Regions from separate parts of the Sus scrofa genome. Here region 1 is linked to region 2. Evidence: chromatin contacts called from public Hi-C data. All regions are on one chromosome and are shown on one strand. Each heading gives the region's core, a stretch centred on a gene start, on an enhancer-like site or on the middle of the called end of the contact. The rest is flanking DNA. Distances are from core to core; before and after follow the strand shown. Region 1 holds the start of ARHGAP20 (rho GTPase-activating protein 20). Region 2 holds the start of FDX1 (ferredoxin 1).

Region 1 (2,700 bases), core at 53-2,552, 210 kb before region 2:
TGTATATATCTGCATAAAACATACACGTGTGTATATGTATACACACATACATGTGCATGATTTATATATATATACACATATATATATACGTGTGTGTGCAAATGATTTACAAAGCCTGTGTAAGCCTACTTTAAACAATGTGATATAGACAAGGCTTAAAATGGTCTGGAACCTTTTGTCCCCATTACTTCCACCATAAACAATTCCGGGGTTTGGTGGTGGTGCTGGAGTGTGGGTGTGTTTGGATAGCAACTTCTGCTTGGAACAGAGCTGGCCAGGACCCTATTCTTCTACAAACTGACCTGATAAAGGCCCAACCCGGCAGGAACCTCGTTCTGCTTCTTCTTACCACAAAAAACAAACAACCCCTTCCACAAGCTAGTATCATAGAATGGTGTCTTTCATCGCTAATCCGCCCTTTATGCAGTCGGGATTTCAAGCGAAGAATGCCACCTACCGAAGCCTCCGCACCAGTCAGCTAGTCCTGCCAAGTGCAGCAACCCTCCACTCAGCCCGGGTCGGCTCCAAATCCCCTCCCTCTGATTATTCTTTGGCCTTTAAAAAATTTGCCACTATTTAGGCTGACAGGAAGTTATGCTCTCAGCGCAGATATCTGATAAACACTTCCACATATTGTAGCCTTCTCGAGAGCTAAGCCAAATTTCAGAGTCCTCGCTCCGCCTGCATTTTCCCGAATTGAGCTTGCACGTTTGGAATGCCCGTCTCCGCAGCCAGCAGCCCGCGGAAACCGCCGGTGCAAAGCGTGCGGGGCGCTGCGACACCACGGGCCGCGGGCGGGCGAACCGGCGGGGCTGCACCGTGCGCGGCCACGGCCCTCTGCGACGTGCCACTCGGTCCCCGGGCCTCCTGGGCGGGGGAGGGGCCAGGCGGGGGACCCCTCTGTGGTCCGCCGAAAGCGAGGCAGGCATCGCTGCCACTCCCCTGTTCAGGCTGAGGTCGCCACAGCTGCGCCGCCGCACGCGCTGCCGCGGAAAGGGATGGGGTCGGGTGCAAGGGGGCTGGCGGCGGGAGAGGCGCGCATCACCGCGCTAGAGGACCAGGTTCGTAACACCGGCCGGTGAGCTCCTGCGGGCTGGCCCCACTTGGAGGCGTGGACGGAGAAGGTCAGTCGGTCGCCGGCGCCCTAACACATATCAAGGCAGGCGCGCGGCCGGGGGCGCCACAGGCCGGGCGGGCGCAGGGAGGGTTGGGGCCGGAGGAGGGCGGCCGGGGGCGGGCCCGGAGCAGGGAGCCCGGCGCCGAGGGGCGGGCCCGAGGCGGGGCAGCCGCGGCGCTGCCGGGCGGTCTCCGCTGCAATCGCCCGCAGCCGTAGTGCTGAGCGCGGGCGGCGGTACATGGCCCCGACGGGAGGCGCGCTGCCCGCACCTGGAGCCACCTCGGCCCCGCGCGTCCTCTCCCGTCCGGCCTCCGTCCCGCGGACATGACCGCGTAGCCTCCTCCTGGGCTGGGATTGGCTGGAAAGTCCTCTTCATGGAAGCGATGTCCCCCCAGCAGGAGACTCTAGGGGGGCAGCCGGGGCGCTCCTCTTCCCTGACCGGAGTGTCTCGGATCGCGGGCGGCCCCGGCACCAAGAAGGTGAGGACCGAGCGGGGCCCCGCGCCCGCCGCCGCCGCCGCCGCCGCCGCCGCATCCCCACTCCCTTCGCGCGCCCTCCGCGCCCATCAACACCGCGCGGGCCGGACGCCGCGGGGATTTAACGCTCGAGGCTCGTGGCCCGAACGCCGAAGGGATTTAACGCTCGAAGCTCGCGGCCCGCGGCATTCGGCCCTGACCGTTCCCGCCTTCCCGTCTCCCTAGCCACCCGGCACCCCGGGCTCTTGGCAACTAGCGTTTTAGTCGTTCTCCAAGCGGACCAGACAGCCGTCCTATCCGTCTCCATCCGCGCAAAACCCGCAGCCCCGCTCCTCCCCCGGGCGACGCGGGCGGGCCGGGTGTGGGGCTTCGCCCTCCCCGGCCCTGGGGGTCCCCCCAACCCCCGGGTCCCCAGGTTCCCCCCCAACCCCGGTCCTCAGGCTCCCCCCCCTCCCCCCCGCTCCGGTCCCCAAGCCTCCCCCCGCTCCGGTCCCCAGCCCCCCCCCCCTTCGCGCCTGGTCCCCAGGCTCTCACCGTTCCTTTTTGGGGTCAGCTCCGGGGTCTTCAGGGCCTCGGCGTCCGCTCGGGCGCGGCGCCCACGATGAAGGTAGGCGGCCGGCTGCAGCGCCCAAGGGCTTAGCCCTTCACCTGGACGCGGCGGGGAGGCCGCTCCGCGCTCTTTGGTGGCTGGTGGCGGGCGGAAGGGAATGCCTGCTCCCAGCGCGGCGCTCTCGGCACGACTCTGGGTCTGGGGGGCGGTGGTCAGCCTTGTGGGTGTGCTGGGATTGGTAACGGTCGACGCCGGGGGCTGCGAAGGCCGGGTTGGGCCTGAAACCTGGCGGGGTGGGGCAGGTGGGCTGCGACGAGGGTCGCGGGAGGGCTCTCTCCCTGGTCCGGTTCGCAGGGCTTGAGGACAGCGCACAGGGTCCCTGTCAAAGCTGGGAGGAGGGATGCGGAATACAACTTGTGGCGTTCCATTCGGATAAACACGGCCGCGGAGCGGCGTGCCGACGGCCAGCGGGTCAGGTTTCCTTGGAAGGGTTCCCTCTGCAACTGCACGTGGCGGTGAGCTGCCGGCCTCGCTGCTCGGCTCTCGGCTCTCTGAGG
Region 2 (2,700 bases), core at 24-2,523:
ATACCTGGCTTGCCTTCTCCATTATCTCCTTTACAGTTCATGTAACAAAAATTTATTGAGCACCCACTACATTATGGGATAAAAGGGAAAAGATGAATAAATATCACTCTCGTCTCAGGAACCTCATTGAGAAACTAGAGAGGAATATAAACCCAACACTTTCTCCCTGTGGTTCTTGCTCCCTGCTATATACCACAGCAGGTCAGAGAGGTAAGGAGCCGCCACACTGCTATACTCGGAAATATTGGGTACATTTTATCTCTATTATATCTACGGGTGGCTGTGTCTCTGAAAAACAAATATGCCCAAGAATATAAAAATTTAACATATTCCGGGCAGATTTTTTCACATCTCTTTCAACATTTAATACAAAATACTCAATGCTGTGGGCCTAGGAAACAGTTGATGCTAACAGCTGGATCTACCCGGGCCCTTGCTACGGGCCAGACAGAAAACTCCCTGCATTACCTATATGCTTGCATTTGCTCTTCAAATAATCCTGTGAGGCTTTCTCGATTGTTAGCTTCCACTTACAGACCTAAGTGTCATAGCCCAATTTAAAACTGCCTCGCCAGGCAACGCATGGCTCAACCAGAAGGGAGCAGGCACTGAAACTCGGGGATAGAGCAGGTGTTTCCTAAACGAACAGACTTGGGGACAGAACGTCCTAACCGAGCAGGAGGAAAGCCTGGAAAGAAACTGCTGGCCAGGACCTGAACCGGGCGCATCTCACGAAGATCACCGCGAGTTCAGGGCAGAGCAAAGGTGAGACCGCCGCCCGACCACACGGAGAATCAGCGCTCGGCTTTGCTGAGGGCACCGGGCCCGGTTCCCCGCCAGGCTTGGGCGGATCCGAAAGGCCACTGGGCAAAGGGACGCCAGGGAGGCAGCGACCACGCGGAGCTACCAGAGGGGGCCACGGAGAAGGCGGGGCGAAAGGCGGGTGGTGCCAGGCGTGTGCCGCCCACGCCCACTGCCCGGGAGTAGCTGACTGAACGAGAAACCGGGCGGAGGGAGGGCGGCCACGCTCCGAAGCCCCCCGCCCCCACCTGCCCCACACCAGGGCCCCCCGCGCCCCCGCCCTCACCTGCTCCACGCGCGCGCCGACAAGCTCAGCGTCCGCGCTGCGGCCGCACGGCCACCCAGACCCAGCCAGATGCTCCCGCCCGGCCCCCGGTTTCCCGCGCGGGGTCCGACGAGGGGCTGCCACCGAACTGCCGTGTCGCCCAGGGCTGCGGAGGCGACGCGCAGGAGCCGGACGGCCATAGCCAGTTGGTAACTACGGGTGTCGACGAAGGCCGCACCGCAGCGGCCGAGAAGGGGAGGCTCGGCGAGTGCGGGGTGGGGGGACGGTGCGCGGGTCTGACGCCTGGAGCCGCGGCGAGGGGCGCTTGGGGCTAGGGCCCAGGTGAGGCCTGCTCAGTGCGTAGCCGAAGGCCCAGCGCGCCTTCCGGGTGACCTATAAGCCCCGGGCGTCCCGAGTGAGGCCCCGCCTCCGCCTCCAGCCTCCCGGGCGGGGCTGTTAGGGGGCGGGGCTGCCGGCCTGGTCGGTTCATCTACTGACCAGATTCTGTCCTAACCTCGCTGCTCTGTTCCGTCTGGAGTTGCAAACAGAAGCCGTGCGTTTTAAGATAGCTGAAGTCTGACGGAAAAACACAGTAAAACAATCCCCAGTTAATTAAACCAGTTTCTTTTGTTCTGCACTTCTCTCCTCTTGCCCATTTAAAAAAAACAAAAAGTGGGAGATTTTCATCTTGGAGTTCAAAAACTAGGATAAAAGTAATTCTAGCCATTTTTAAACAAGGACAGTAGCCAATTTAAGAAATTTTCAAAACGCCAATAGGTGATACATAGAGGAATAACCATGACTATATAGTTACGAATGATCACAGTAATGAAAAAACCGGGATACCAGAGAAGGCAGGTAATGATCCTAGGCTTTGAAGAGCAAACAAATGCTCCTTGAGGACCTGAAATCCGTGAGCCTGAAAAGGAAACTTTGATAAGCTTAGATTTAAAAAAAAAAAAAAAAAGACTTACAAAGCCAGGAAGATGAATTTAAAATTACACTTTATCACTGTTAATATGTTGCAGAAGAAAAAGCGTGAGCTTTGAGGTCAGAAACAGTGATGTTCAAATTCAAGGTCTACCACTTTTGAGCTCTGAGACCTTGGATAAAGTATTCTCTTAGAGGATCAGAATCTCCATAACGTTTACGTGGATAAGATGTTCCATCCTTCAGGGCCATCCTGAAGGTTAGACAAACTAACGCGCAAGATGGGATGGTGCGTCACAAAGTCCCATAACTCTTCCTGGGACGTCCTGCCTAAGGCTGCCCTTTAAAGGCTAAAGTCAAAAGGACATTGCAAATTTACTCAGCATAATCAAACATACTTTGAAGAATATTCAGAACAAGAGTATATGCAGTATAGGCCTGATAAAAATCTCTGGGGACAATGTATGGTAGGTATTGAACCTGAGGGCAGAGAGAACCTGCAGGTTCTCTCTTTCTGCTCCTAAATTGCTTGGATCTTATGATAAAGATCGACATTCAAGTTGAGCTGGTCTCAACAAACCCAGCAAGTATCTGGGAAAGGAGGTTGTAAAAGGACAGTTAATTTATTTTATAAGGTCCAGTCTCCAAAGTCAGAAGAATTATTTGTAGGAAGAGAACTGGAATTAAAAAAGAAAAAAATCCCT

What was found. A called contact is a pair of places that touch in the nucleus more often than the background predicts.
Region 1: a Hi-C map of subcutaneous adipose tissue shows a contact between it and region 2, with 1.7 times the contacts expected there. The contact joins the promoter of ARHGAP20 here to the promoter of FDX1 in region 2. A contact is called at or near these places in 2 of 5 promoter capture datasets (fetal skeletal muscle and liver), 8 of 47 Hi-C or Micro-C datasets (alveolar macrophages, embryonic fibroblasts, fetal heart ventricle and 4 more) and 1 of 2 datasets of contacts at active chromatin or transcription factors (skeletal muscle).

Annotation. Positions count from the first base shown.
Region 1 is chr9:38,580,823-38,583,522 of Sscrofa11.1, reverse strand. ARHGAP20 (rho GTPase-activating protein 20) reads left to right here and starts at 1,302. Exons shown (of 16, transcript XM_021062754.1): 1 at 1,302-1,596. The coding sequence starts at 1,492.
Region 2 is chr9:38,374,720-38,377,419 of Sscrofa11.1, reverse strand. It overlaps FDX1 (ferredoxin 1), which reads right to left and starts at 1,273. Exons shown (of 4, transcript NM_214065.1): 1 at 1,088-1,273. The coding sequence starts at 1,266. It overlaps LOC110262223 (a long non-coding RNA gene), which reads left to right and starts at 32. Exons shown (of 7, transcript XR_002347018.1): 1 at 32-765.